2 separate regions of the Sus scrofa genome follow, and region 1 is linked to region 2. A link is a contact called in public HiChIP or PLAC-seq data. All regions are on one chromosome and are shown on one strand. The core of a region is the stretch at or near the end of the contact, and the rest is flanking DNA. Distances in the headings are between cores, read along the strand shown. Region 1 overlaps OSCP1 (protein OSCP1). Region 2 holds the start of MAP7D1 (MAP7 domain-containing protein 1).

What was found. HiChIP or PLAC-seq counts read pairs in DNA pulled down with a chosen protein or histone mark.
Region 1: a contact with region 2 is called in an H3K27ac HiChIP or PLAC-seq map of alveolar macrophages. The contact joins the enhancer-like site here to the promoter of MAP7D1 in region 2. A contact is called at or near these places in 1 of 5 promoter capture datasets (liver), 7 of 47 Hi-C or Micro-C datasets (alveolar macrophages, embryonic fibroblasts, heart right ventricle and 4 more) and 2 of 2 datasets of contacts at active chromatin or transcription factors (alveolar macrophages and skeletal muscle).

The regions. Positions count from the first base shown.
Region 1 is chr6:92,503,951-92,510,765 of Sscrofa11.1, forward strand. It overlaps OSCP1 (protein OSCP1), which reads right to left. Exons shown (of 11, transcript XM_021095954.1): 6 at 5,529-5,632; 7 at 4,965-5,093; 8 at 3,381-3,450; 9 at 1,385-1,524. Among named protein-coding and RNA genes, the nearest start is that of LSM10, 10 kb to the left of the region's middle. Within about 2 kb of position 1,986, at least 29 of the 83 cell types and tissues checked have an H3K27ac peak or open chromatin away from gene starts, as enhancers often do. A contact at or near this core is called in alveolar macrophages, embryonic fibroblasts, mesenteric adipose tissue and 1 more, where this site is marked.
Region 2 is chr6:92,292,531-92,300,105 of Sscrofa11.1, forward strand. MAP7D1 (MAP7 domain-containing protein 1) reads left to right here and starts at 5,462. Exons shown (of 18, transcript XM_021095927.1): 1 at 5,462-6,693. The coding sequence starts at 6,648. TRAPPC3 (trafficking protein particle complex subunit 3) reads right to left here and starts at 1,182. Exons shown (of 5, transcript XM_005665219.3): 1 at 990-1,182. The coding sequence starts at 1,031.

The DNA of each region.
Region 1 (6,815 bases), core at 736-3,235, 210 kb after region 2:
GCAAAGTCAGCTGCCGCGTCCTCCATTAGAGAATGCATGACATGGCACCAGAATGACCTGTGCACCTGTTCATGTTTCTATGACGCTAAGGACAGACTCCAGGTCTTATGCTCCATTTTTGGGTCCCCACACTTACCACAGTACCTATCACCTCAATGGAGACGGAAATAGAAAGAACACCCACCTCAAACATATTTGGTTCTGAGGAGGGTCACAAGACATAATGAATGCCAAAGTGCTCTGTAAACTGTAAAGCACTGTACAAGTCTTGGTGAATGACTACTGCTGTTGGTTTGGGGGAGACTGTCTAATCCCAAAGACATCATGCTTTGACCTCCTTCTGCTCTTTCTTTCTTTCTTTCTTTCTTTCCTTCCTTCTTTCCTTCCTTCCTTCCTTCCTTCTTCCTTCCTTCCTTCCTTTCTTCCTTTCTTTCTTTTTTTGTTTCCCAGCAGCATATGGAGTTCCCAGGCCAGGGATCAGATCTGAGCTGGATGTGCAATTTATACCACAGCTGTGGCAACTCAGGATCCTCTAACCCACTGTGCTGTACTGGGCTGGGGATCAAACCTATGTCCTGGCACTGCAGAGATGCTGCCGTTCCCGTTGTGCCACAGCAGGAACTCCACCCTCTAGTTTCTTAACAGTCTTTTCTTTTTCTTTGGGCCGCACCCGTGGCACATGGAGATTCCCAGGCTAGGAGTCAAATTGGAGCTGTAGCCGCTGGCCTACACCACAGCGACAGCAACGCCAGATCTGAGCTGAATCTGCAATCTTCACCACAGCTCGCAGCAATGCCAGATCCTTAACCCACGGAGTGAGGCCAGGGATCGAACCTGTGTCCTCACGGATGTTAGTCAGATTTGTTTCTGCTGAACCGCAATGGGAACTCCTCAACAGTCTTTTCTTCATATGATTATCTGGACTTCCAGTTCTCTTGCTGAACTGTGCTTTGCTCAATAAAACATTAGAACTATTTTTGGAAGGTCTCCAGAAGGTTCAGGCTATTGAATACCACTGGATTCTTCTTTAACTAAGTTATTGAATTGGCCGGTATTTGGTTTGTGATCTTTATGTCTATGAGTGTTACTGGTTTACAATGGTTATTAATTACTGTTTTTTTAAAGGCCACACCTGCGGCATATGGAGGTTCCCAGGCTAGGGGTTAAATTGAAGCTGCAGCTGCTGGCCTACGCCACAGCCACAGCAACGCCAGATCCTTAACCCAGTGAGTGAGGCCAGCGATCAAAGCAGCATCCTCATGGATACTAGTCGAGTTCTTTACTGCTGAGCCGTGGTGGGAACGCCACACAATGGTTATTTTTTGATTCTTATCACACTGAGGATTTTTGCATATGTCTTTAAAGAAACAGGTTTGACACATACTCCTCCTCTTCATCAGTGGTGAAGAGATTCAACCGGAATCCTGACTCAGGGCCACAGGGTTTCTTAATTTCCATCCCTCCCATCAGCCTGGCCAAGAGATTCAGCTCTTCTTTAGCAAGAGGGTTTGGAGCAGTGTATTCCTGCAGAAACAATTTCATGATTTTTAGCCACACGAAGGGGATCACATTTCCTGCTGAGAACCCAGAGACCCAGGGTGGAATTACAGAACAGGGCAAAACAATAACTGTTTCAATGATTTCTGGGAAGAACTGGGCCCAAATGAAGCAGAGAAAACAGGCTTAACCAAAAAAGAAATAATCCATGCCAGAAGCAGAGGGACGCTAGCAAAGCGACAGATCAGAGAGTTGCACTCTTTCAAGATGGGCGGAAGGCCCCAGGGACCCCCATTCTCCTCAAAACAGAAACAGAAAGAATCAAACAAAAAACAGCTTTCCTCCCTGAAGGAGAAGCAAGCTGCTTCCTCTTCAGGCCTTCTAGTTCCCCCAGCCTTTGTAAGCCGCCTGGGTGAAGGCTCCAGGTCCAAGGACCTACCACACTGCCCTCAGGTGGTGATCCATGAAAACACACCCCCGAAATCCTTTCCTGCCTGTGGCTCCCTCCCTCAACTCCTGCGCCCCCTGCAGGCTTCACGCCTCCTCACAACTGGCGCTCTCTAAACCAGCCTTCCCCAGCTTTGCCTCTTCCATCACTCTGCTGCCAGCCGAACTACGGTTCTCATCTCACTTCTTCCTTGCTTGAGACACATGCCACCGCCTCCTGCCTGAAGGATAGAATCCATATTGTTTAAGCCCTTTCTGAAACAGGGCCCCACGGCTCTGACCAGTTGAATCTCTGGCCGCTGCCTCTATTGTGTTAGGATCTAGCCACGTGGGTGGGGCGCTGCCTCCCCGCCTCCCCCAGACACTATGCCCCCAGGAGCCTTTACTGGTACTGGCTTTCTATGCTGACTTATCCTCCTTCACCTCCTCGGAAAATCTTTCTTGTTCCCTGTCCCCTGCTCCTACTCCCCTGGACAAGACACAGCACTGACACATGCTCTGACACAGCACTTTACTCAGAATGCCCAGTGAGCTTTTCTTTTCTTTTTCTTTAGGGCCAAACCTGCGGCATATGGAAGTTCCCAGGCTAGGAGTCAAATCCGAGCTGCAGCTGCCAGCCTACGCCACAGCCACAGAACTCGACACGTCTTTGACCTACGACCTACATGACACTGTGTCTTCCACCTACAACACTGCTCAGGATGCTGGATTCCTAACCCACTGAGCAGGGCCAGAGATCACACTTGCGTCCTCTTGGATAGCAGTTGGGTTGGTTGCCGCTGAGTCCCAAGAGGAACTCCTCCAGCAAGCTTTTCTTCTGCCATGTTATAGTTATTTGTTCTTATTGCGGCTTTTCCCAGAGGACTATGAGCCACTTCAGGATGACACCACATCTAAACCGGCTCTGTGCCTGGGTACCTTGCCCACAGAAGTTTGCTGAATAACTGAATATTCCGGGATCAAACCCACGCCATAGCCGTGACAACGCCACATAGTGACAACGCTAGATCCTTAACCGGCTGAGCCACCAGGGAAGTCCGCAAAACCGTATTTTGAACTTAGCTTCTACATCAGTATTCAAGGAAGCATCGAAAAGGGGAGTTTTGATGATCAGAATACCCATAAGGGCTGAACCCAGCAACCGAGGGCCTTGTAACACTGGCACCATGCTGTGTCACATGTCCTGGTGTGTGGTTCCTGTTTAATTATGGTGGTGGAGCCAAGCCTAAAATTACCTAATTAGTCAGATCGCTGGAAGTCTCCATGAGGAGCCGTAATTAACAACCTGTGTACTGGTAAGGCGGAATGGAGACGCTTGCAAACAATGAGGATAATGTTGACCAGCTCTGAAATCTAGAGTTCCCACCCTTCTCCCCGTCCAGATTTCTGTATCTAGAAATAAACTTGGAAGACACATAAGGGAGGCAGAAGCTTACTTGCGTCCGTGCAGCTGCGTTCTTCGATGCTCCGGACATATGGGTTTCCACGGGCCGGTTCACACTGTACCTGGTGGCAACAGAAAACCATGAAAACGTTGTCCCTTTTTACCAGGATTTCCTTCTCACATGTAAACAGAGTGCATAGCTTTTCTGCTGAGGCATTAAAAAGCATCCAGAAAGGGGCTGGGAATACAGAATACAACTAAGTGGGTGTCAACCACTCAAATTTCGATTCTTCCCAAATCATAACACTGGGACGCTCTGTGGAAATGCTTCCTCTTACAAAGCAATGTGTATCGCTGAAAAAAATGTGATCGGAGGAGTTCTGCTGTGGCTCAGTGGTAACAAACCCGACTGATATCCATGAGGATGTGGGTTCGATCTCTGGCCTTGCTCAGTAGGTTAAGGATCTGGCATTGCTGTGGCTGCGGTGTAGGCTGGCAGCTACCATTCTGATTCAATCCCTAGTTTATGCTACGTGTGCAGCCTGAAAAAGACAAAAAAATAAAATAAAAAAAATAGAAAGCGATCCATACATGAAGGCCAAACCCTTTTGGATCTCCCTTGCAACAAAGATTTCGGTTAGTTCTCTTGCATGGATATTTAAAATTATTCATTGCTACTCAGCCAAGAACAAAATAACGCCATTTGCGGCAACATGGATGGAACTAGAGCCTCTCATACTATGTGAGGTAAGTTAGGAAGAGAAAGGCAAACATACCATAAGAAATCACTTATATCTGGAATCTAATATATGGCACAAACAAACCTTTCCACAGAAAAGAAACTCATGGACTTGGAGAAGAGACTTGTGGTTGCCAAGGGGGAGGGGGAGGGGGAGGGAGTGGGATGGACTATGGGTCTGGGGTTAAAAGATGCAAACTTGCATTTGGAATGGATAAGCAATGAGATCCTGCTGTATAGCACAGGGGACTATATCTAGTCACTTGTGATGGAGCATGATGGAGGATAATGTGAGAAAAAGAATGTATATGTGCGTGTGTGTGTGACTGCATCACTTTGCTGTACAGGAGAACATTGACAGAACACTGTAAACCAACTATAATGGAAAAAATAAAAATCATTAAAAATAATAAAAAAATAAAATTATCTTTTTTTTCTTTTCTTTTTCTTTCTTTTTTTTTTTTAAGGCCACACCTGCAGTATATGGCCCAGGCTAGAGGTCAGATTCATAAAGGTCAGGTTCAAAGGGAACTCCTCTTTTCTTTTTTTTTTTTTTTAAATAAGATGCACATAGTTTATTTTTTTATTTTTATTTTTTTGTCTTTTTAGGGTCGCACCTGTGGCATATGGAGGTTCCCAGGCTAGGGGTCCAATTGGAGCTACAGCTGCTGGCCTACGCCACAGCCACAGCAATGCCAGATCCAAGCCGTGTCTGCGACCTATACCACAGCTCACGGCAATGCTGGATTCTTAACCCACTGAGCGAGGCCAGGGATCGAACCGTCAACTTCATGGTTCCTAGTCGGATTTGTTTCCACTGCGCCATGATGGGAACTCCCCAAGCTGGTTGTTTAAATGAGAGACTCGAATTCATTTGGGGAGGGAGAATTTGCTTACATGTTAGTTCCCAGTTTCAGGACTCGGTCTCCATAAAGTTCAAAAGACCCTTCTTTGGGGGCAGCAACATAGCTTCCACCGTGCTTGAATTCTGCCTTCCTCACTTCTTCGCCTTTGTGGTTGAACATTCTACAATATAAAATAAGATGTGACGACATGTTCTCCAAGCTGGGGGAGTCCCAGAGGCTTCTTTATTCTCTGTACTATGCACTGCTTCAAGATAAAGATGCTGCTTGAGGTAATGCTAGTAACACAATAATAATAATAAAATTTATTGAATACATGGTATGTGCTGGGTGCTGGGTAGCACTTTAGAGCATTATTGTCTTATGCATCCTCACAGTAATCATCCAGTAGATAAGGAAATACTTCCTAGAGAAATGGGTGGTTTGCTTCAAGTGTCTGCCAAGTGACAAGCTGGGTTTGAACCTTACCTCTGTCTGCACTGCTGTGCTTAACTGGACAAAGGGAGGGGCCCCAGCCGGGCTGCATTCTATGAGGGGGCCCACATATCGTTTCCTGGGACCCCAAGCATTGCTCTGACAATGACTGTTGAGAATTCACCTGATGAGTCCGGGAACTTCAGTTCCCCAGGGGACAGGCCCAGACACTGGCAATACAAAGCGACCATTAGAATTCTGAACTTTGTCCTTTAGAAATATGGATACCTGGAAAAAAATATAGTATTGTCATTTTTCTTGGTATAGTTTCATAGACATAAGCGGTCTCAGGAGGGAGAATGTGTAGTGGCTACTTGGTGAGTTTAAACAATAAGAGAGAGAAACTCACTATAATTCTAACACCTGCAGAGTTAGAGCGTTTTTTACAAAAGAACGTCTTTGGAGCCGCACAGGAAATCTTTCAGGTGAGCCGTGCTGCCCCTGCTTTAAAGATGTGCAGCCTGAGGGCCCCAGACTGAAGTGACTTGTCCAAAGAGAAAGGACCAGGACTTGAAGTCCAGGTCGACTCCAAATCCCTCCCCCCCATTCCTTGGTTTCTTGCAAACTTTCCATCCAGCTGCGAGGCTTGAGCTAAAAGAACCTCATTATCTCCATTTCACAGGTGAGGAAAGAGCGACTCAGAGGTTAAGACATGTCCTCAAGGCCAGTCAGCCCAGAAGGGACATAGCTGGGGATTTAAACCCTTGCGTTTCTGACTCCAAGCTCTCAGCCACATGCTGGACTGATGGGAAGGGGCCGGACAGGTGGCTCCCGTGGCCTTAGAGTTTGAAGGCTTTCAGTGTGACTCAAAAGCCCACATTCCGCTTACTTTTACCCCTTGCTTTGTGCATATTATACTGAGGTTTTGGTTAAAGTCCCACCAACTGTAGCAGTTAATCAGGGTGTTTTTTTTGTTTGTTTGTTTGTTTTTTTCCCCTTTTTTGGTTTTTAAGGCTGCACCCACAGCATATGGAAGTTCCCAGGCTAGGGGTCAAATCAGAGCTATAGCTGCCAGCCTACGCCACAGCCGCATCAACACAGGATCCGAGCCGCATCACAGCTCACAGCGATGCCGGACCCCCGACCCAACGAGCGAGGCCAGGGATCAAGCCCGCATCCTCATGGATACTAGTCGGATTTGTTTCTGCTGCACCACAACGGGGAACTCCCAGCAGTTAATCAGATTTATTGGATCTTAGCTTCCCTACCTATAAAGTGAGATAAACTTGAAGGTCCCCTCAAACTCTAAAATTCTACAAGATTATATTGTAATATCATCAAGAATAAGCCTCTGTTTTGGGCAAGGCAGTGAAAGTGAGTGAAAGTGCAAAGTGGTGATGATTCTTGATTCTTCGCTGGCAGTTTGGCCTGCTGATGCTGGGTGGTCCAGGCTCACATCTCAGCTGGGCCA
Region 2 (7,575 bases), core at 4,212-6,711:
TGGGGAGAAGGTCCATAACTATCACCAACTTCTCAAAAGGGGTCTGAGAGAGAAAAAGTTAAGTACAGTACTACACCAGAGTAACAAGGCTGCCTGCTGCCCATTTTTCGTGGCTGTTCCTGATATATGATGCAAAGGTGTGAGGGAAGTTTAGACATGTGTCAACAAAGGGCCCCTGATCTGCCCTGTATGCAACCTTCAGTAACTCAGTTAAATCGGAAAGCAAAGAGAACTGGGCAATTCTGGATGAACTAAGAAAATGCCAAAGAAAAGGAACACGCATCAAAAAGTCCCCTTAGTTTGAAGAAAAAAGTCATCTACCTTACTTCCCAGGCCCAGCCCCCATCTGCAGCCAAACTTTATGGAACTATATTCCCAGGACAAGAAAGAAGCCAGAGAAGAGTACCACTGACTGCCTACTTTGACCCACCCCTTACTCTTCCTTTCTGGCAAAACCAGAATGTGAGCATCTCTTGCAATGCCCACGGCATAGTGTGAGAGATATTATGGTCTGAAGCATGAGCTTTGGGGTCAGAGAGACATGGGTTCAAATTCCAACTCTTCCTAGCGGTAAATTTGGGCAAGTTATGTAACCTCTCTGAGCCCCAAAACGGTGAGAATTACTTTGCGGATTAAATGAGATAATGGATATAAAGTGCTTGGCCCAGTGCCTAATTAACAGAAGAGCGCAACAGTGGGAATTACTGCTATTACCGTCGTCGCTGTTGATCCCGTACTCAGGCCTCGGGGGAGGGGTCTCTGAGCTACTCCAGAGGCCCTCCAACCCGCCTCAGGCCCACGACGCGCCCCGAGCGATTCTCCACTCTCGACCCATCTAGCAGCCTCCTCCTCCTTCGTTCCACCGGAATCACTCCCTCCCAGCGCTCGGAGAAGGCGCTTTACCAGTTGGGCCCTGCGCCCTGCGCCGGGCCCCTTCCCCAGAACGCCCCCATTCCGCCCCGCCCGCCGAGATCACACGCTCCGGTTACCATTTTCTTGCTCTCGGTGCCACGATTCGCCTGCCTCGACATGGTGCCGGCCGCCTACCCCGCCTCGCCACAGACCCACCCGGCGACCCCTCCTAAAACCTCTGGACCCAGTTAGCGACCCCACAGCGTCGGGGATTGACGGGTGCCGCCTCACCGCGCCTGCGCGCCTGCCGCGGGGCACCACGGGAGTCGTGGTCTGGCCGACGAGGGTAATTCCCGCCCAATAAACGTCGGACTACAACACCCAACAGCCTCATTGGCGCCACCGCGTAGCTGGACTATAACTCCCAGAGTGCCCCGTGCTCAGCGGACTCCTGGAGCCTGGCTCCCCATGGGCTGCAGTATGGCCACTAGGTGGCGTTAGCAGTTTGCGGTAATCTTGTATCGTCCACACTTCCCCTTCCTGCCCCCCCAACCCCCACTCAGAGATGCTCCGCAAATTCCTCTCTCGCTGGGGTTGGTCTTGGAAAGTCCCTCTTTCAAACTAGCTTCTTCCGCTGTTGCTGCAATTCAGAGCTAGAAGCTCCCAGGATGTCCCAGAAGACTGGCTATGGCTCATACACAAATCTGGCTTCTTCACAACAATATTTAATGACCACCTACTACGTGCCAACGGCTTTCTCTTCAAATTGCCATCTGTCCCCAGACCCCAAACGCAGCTAAGCATCTGCATCTTAACCACTGTGGCCTCCTGATGAAACATCCAGTCTGATAAAGTTCAGGTCATTTTCTCCCCCTCCCTCCCCTGTAACAACTACAGTCTGGTTCCAGGAAAAAAAAAAAAAGATCACCAGCGTTGGTAGCAGCCAGTCCTGGATTTTAATCCCAGCTTTGCCATTTTAGGCAAGTTGCTGGATCTCTCTCAGTTGTTGTGAAGATTGGTGAGACATGTATGCAGAGCACTTGGCACAAAGTAACTGTGCATTCCCTTTCTTCCAGCCACTCTCTAAAAACACAGCCCAGCAAACAGGCCCCAGAAATACCAAGGGAATGTGCTGGCCACACCCTCACCCATCACCAAGGCAAGTCCTGCAGTCCCAGACCATATAGCCCTTTGGTTTCACCTCCAGCCATCCCTCCCTGACTGGTCAATTCTGACAGAACTGGGCTGGGAGTCCAAGGAGCACCCTCTCCTCACTTAGGCCTGGTGGTCTGGCTCTGAGGCAGCTGCATTTTGCTGCTAGCCTTCACCATGATAACCAGCCTGCCCAGGCATGGCCAGCCTGGCTGGGGAAGGCTGGGGGGCCCGGCTGCTCAGCCTGAAAGACAGTACCCAGGATTCCCTCAGTCTCTCCCCCAGGGTGCAGGACTAACCATTATTACACTCTTCTCCCCGTGGCACAGACATTCTGGGGCCTCCCTAGAGGTAGTGACCTGTGACTCTCCTTCCTGTGTCAGTGCCTTGGCCAAGGGTTCTAGGAAGGAACACGATGGTCAGCTGGAGGTGGGGGTGGGGACGCTGGGGTGGGCTAGCCCCTGGAGGCCAGCAAAACTAGAGAAGAACCTCCTGCATTCCCAGGAGAGAGGACAGCTGAGGTGAAAGCTGCAGTTGGCTGGCCTGTCTGTCGGTCTGGGCTCCTCCCTGCCGGCTGCCCTTGGCTGCCCACAGAAACCTGAGTCACAGTCACGGCCTGCGGCCCGACCCCACCCAGCCTGCTGTCAGGCAGGGCGGTTCTGGAGGGACTGGAGGCGGAGCCTCTCCCTGCCCATCTTGCAACCTCTGAGATTCTTCCCCTCTCTGCTTGCAATTCCTCCTTTTGGCGACTTTTCCTTTGGGACGCCTCCTTGAAGAGTCACCAGTCTTGAATTAAGAGTGGGGGTGGGGTCTATCTCAGGCTAATCTCTAGGGTATCCTCCTGGCTCCTTAGCAACTTCACCAAGGGCTCTCATTCACAAATGCCAATCCTTCTCTAGCAACCCTGCAGCCAGAACTCTTTAGAAGACCAGGCATCCCCTCCCTACCCTCCTTGGCGGAAAAAAATGCAGCGGGCGTAACTTCCCATCCTTTAACAGGGACTCTAGACAAGGACACCCCCCCTCCGCCCCCGCCAACCCAAAGGCTTCAACCTATTTCGTCCTGGATAGTTCCTCCCCCTCCAATTCCTGTCTGTTACTTCCCCTCTGCAAGAACTGGACGGAGGGAGCACACACTGCAGCTGGTGTCTACGGCCGCCCTTGAGGGCATTCCCCACCCCCAGCCCCAGGGAAGGGGCCGTGGAGGAGAGGGCTCTCCAGCCAAGTGGTCTGGGTTAGAGACCCCCTTCTTGCTGCAGCACCCTGGGGGAGTTGAGAGTGCAAATCTCTCCCTGCCCCCACCATGAGGCCCCTCCTACTTCCTACTTTGTGGGTGTGGAGACAGCCTCCAGGGCCTTGGTCCCAATTGATACCTCTTTGTCAAACCTCCCAGTGGTTTCCTTCACTGCCAGCTTCATCCTGGACCCTGTCCCACCAAACCTAGGAGGTTATAAACACTCTTACACCTGTTCTCCCCCTGGTGGGATCAGGAAAGGGATGTATTTCTGAACCCCATTCAGCGACCTGCCCCCCAGCCCAGCTGCTCCAGCCCAGACTGACGACTCCAAGCCTGTTTCTGTGGAAGGGGAGGAGAACTGCCCCAGGCAGAAGGGGAGGCACAGGAAGGTGACAGCTCCTCACCGTTTACCTTAGAGGGCAGGGCATCCTGCTGGGGCCTCAGCCCATGATGTTGCAAGTGCTCCCCTTCTCCTTCTCTGGGATGTGTAATGTTTGGGGAACACGATCACTCAGCCCCAACCTCAGAGACACCCACTCTAAGCCCTGTCAGTTGCTGTGGCCTGGGGTCCACCAAGGATCCCGATCAGTTAGGAGGCAGATGGCAAGGAGTCCACTCCGACTGTCTGGTCTTACTGCAGCACTCACAGGACACGGGTGCTCTCCTGGCTCCCCTCAGTCATCCTCCCAGGACTCGATGCTGCCGACCCATCGGATGCATCCATCGGACGGACGTGTAGGAAGCCTTCTGAGGCTGGCCAGAGAATGTCAAGTTGCCTAACTCCCACCGCTAGCATCCTGTGAGGAGGTACAGGTGCCTCAGTCTAAGGAAGGGCTCCTCAACGTTGGCACCACTGACATTTGGGGCCTGATGGGTCTTTGTTCTGGGGGTGGTCCCGTGCCTTGCAGAATGTTAACAACCCTGGTGACTAAGTACTAGATACCAGTAACACCCCTAGTTACGACAACCACAAATGCCTCTAAATATTGCCAAATGTCCCTGGGGAGCAAAACTGCCTCTAGTTAAGAACCACTGAGTAGGCTAATACCCTACACTGTCTCTTTGCGGGAGCTCCTCAAAGTCAATCCCCCACCATTAGACACAATGGAGGATTTCCAGTTCTAAAGCCAATCCTTCCCCTTCCGAAGAACCTTCAGCAGCTCCCCAAGACCTCCACTGTATAGATCATGATGCCAATTGGCATTCAAATCCTCCTACATAGGCCATCCCTGGCCTATCCTTTCATTTTCAGCCATCCTTCCCCCCTCCGCTGCCCTGGAGCTCTAGCTAATGAGGGTACCTCACTATTCTCACCTATATATGTCTTTGTCCCTGCAACAGTCTCAAGATTGTGTATGGGGGTGAGGGAGAACCATCCCGGAAGGCCCTTCCCCTGTTGGATTCTGTTCCTGAATTCTGAGTCTAGTCACTGCCTGGGTCGGGGTGGGCAGGTTCAGCTCTGGAAGATGCAGGCCCTGAGGCCTCTGACCTCCCAAAGGTCAGTCCTGGGCTCCCTCATCCACAGGGTGACCTCACAAAGGACAGTCCTGGGCTCCATCATCCCCCTGGGGATCTTTATTGTCAGATAGGATGGCTGGCAATAAAGATGGGGGATCTGCTTCTCATCTTAATGCACTTGTATTTTTGAAGCTCATCATCATCACCACCCTTATTTATTCCTATACGCCAGGCTCAGTACTAAGCACTTCATCTGCGTTGCCTTAATCACCTTTACATCGACCCCATGTTCCCTCAATATAATTATCTTCCTGATTTTATGTGAGCAAACTGGGTTTCAGAAAAGTTAAGACAGTAGCTTAAGATGACCAGCTCTAGTTGCAGGCTTTCTATCATTATCCTTTGCTAATGTTTTCGGACTGGGGAAGGTAGTATTTTCCCTCCAGGGCCCTCCCAAGAAGGGTCGGGCCCCCAACTACTCATTCCTCCCAGGACAGTCAGCTCCCAGGTGGCCTGAGACTCAGACTCTTTTGTTCCCAACCCTCCGCCTTGAAATGGCTGCTCTCTGGAGCTGCTCAAAGGAGGCACTGGCGGGAAAGGGGAGGGGGACAGAGGACAGCATATCGCTGGGCCTAATCTTTGGGCAACGGAGAACCAGACAACTGACCTTCTGGAGGTCAGGACAAAGGGCAGGGATGGGGTGGCCAGGGCCCAGCTGCGCCTCCTCCTTCCTCCCCTCTGTCAATCCCTGCAGCACCATCATCGATCCACCTTCCCAGCAAGCTCCCAGCTCTCTGCTCAAGCTGGGCCTGACTCGGCTTGAGGCCCCACCTCAGCTGGCACTAGCAAGGGGATTGGGGGATCGATTCCCCAGGCCTGGGAAATAGGACTACTTTGGGGGAGGGGAGTCAGAAGGGACTTATTGCCTCCTTCCACAGGACACAGGGGAGAAAAATCCTTTCGGAGAACCTGGAGGGGTCCTCTGATGGGGCTGGGGGTGGTTCAGAGCCTGGACCACCCAGTTTGGAGCCGGGAGAGACCCAGAAGATTAGAGACTTGGGTAAAGCAGTGGTGCAGGTCTGTAATTACCCCAGAGGAGCAGGGAAGACACCAACTGTGGGATGATGGAGGAAGGGCAGGCGTAAAGGTTCCCGGGCCTCTCCCCACCCCAGCCATCACCGGGGGAGAGAAAGCATAGCCCTTTTAGGGAGCTTCTTGTGACCCTCCTTCAGGTCTCCCCACGTTCCCAGGTGAATTTATTGGAGGTGGGCTTGGGAGAGAATGTAGACTGGAAGCTGCCGCTGAGATCCCCAGAACCGGAGCTCCCAGGCTCCAGGGTGGGATTGGGGGTTCCCATCCCGGCTCCCCCCTACTCCCCTCAGTCCCAGCGGCGGGTGAGTCACCAAAGCGCTCCCTACATAGTCGGCTCACGCTGCGGCGCATACCAACGCGCGGCCGCGGGGGAGGCAGCTGGACGGGCGTTCTCCGGGTGTCGTGGCGTCCCCTCCACCGCAGCCCGCATTAGAGGCGTCCCCAGGCTCGAGGTCCCGCGCCCCAGGACGGGGGCGGGGCGCGCGCGCGGCCGCTCAGTGCTCCGGCGCTGCGGGGGCGGCTCTCCCCGCGTCGCACTTGGTACGCGCCGGCGGGGAGGCCAGGCCCAGCCCGGGCGGTACAATAGGGTTGGGCCGCGGCCGGGACTGGGCCGGCGACTGGCAAGGAGCAGAATCGCGGCCGGAGCCGGCAGACACTGGGCGGCCGGCGAGTCCGAGCCCGCAGGCCACCAGCCGAGTCAGCCTCGACCTTCTCCGGAGCTCCCTCCACCTCCGAATCGTTGCCCGCCGGGCCGGGCCGGGCGTGATGCGCCGCGGGACCCCTATCTTGGCCGCCGGCCGCCGCCGCCGTCGCCGCTGAGACCCCCGAGATACCCCCCCAGCCGTAACGCCGCAGCCATGGAGAGCGGCTCGCGTTCGGAGCCGGGTGCCGGCGCACCCCCAGGTATGCCAGAGGATAGATGGGAGAGGGGCATCTAGGGGCCTCGGGAAGGCCGAGGATGAGGCCGGCCCGCTCAGCGGGGACCCCTCCCTCGCCGCGCCCTCTGACCACTTGGAAGTTTAAAAATAAAGGCTGTGGCGGCGTCGGCGGCTCTGGGCCACAGACGCATCTTCTGACAGCTGCCCCCTCCCCCACCCCGGGCGCTGGGAAGGCCTGAGCGGCGGGGTCCGCCGGGACCCTGCTGTGGAGTTGCTGGTGACCCTTCTGCCCCCGTCCAGTGTCACCTCAGCTTCCCTGCCTCTACCCACCTTCCCAGTCCACCCCAGGCCTTGAAGATCTTCTTCTCCCGAGTGGGGCGTCTGTCCCCCTCCCCATCCCTGATGGGCACGTGTGACCCCTGCCTGGATGTGTGTGTCGGGGGTCCAGATTTTCAGGCCGGAAGCCTTGCATACCGAAGCCTAGGCCCTGGCGCCCCCCACGCCCAGGCCCTGGCCCAGACCTCGCCCCCACCCCATCCCTCCAGCTGCCGCGCAAAGGGCCTGTTGCTGCAGAGGGCTGGCCGGGAGGGGAGGCGAGGGGGAGGTCTCTAGCGGCGGCTGCCAAGTAACCCGCCGGATAAAGGCGAGGGGGAGGGGGAAGCGGCATTGTTTGGGGCGAGGGCGGGAGCTGGGGAGTGGGCTGATTCCCCTGCAGCCTGGCCTACTCTGGAGCCCACCCAGTCCGATTTGGGGAGGAGGGGGCCAGAAGTAAATCTGTCCATCCTGTCGTCCTCCTTTTCAGCCTCTCTGGGTCTGAGGCTTTCCCTGGAGAATGTACGAGGCCGGCACTCCAGGGACCTGCCACATCATTCCTCAGCCTGAGGCCTCAGATACCTACCTTCTTTTG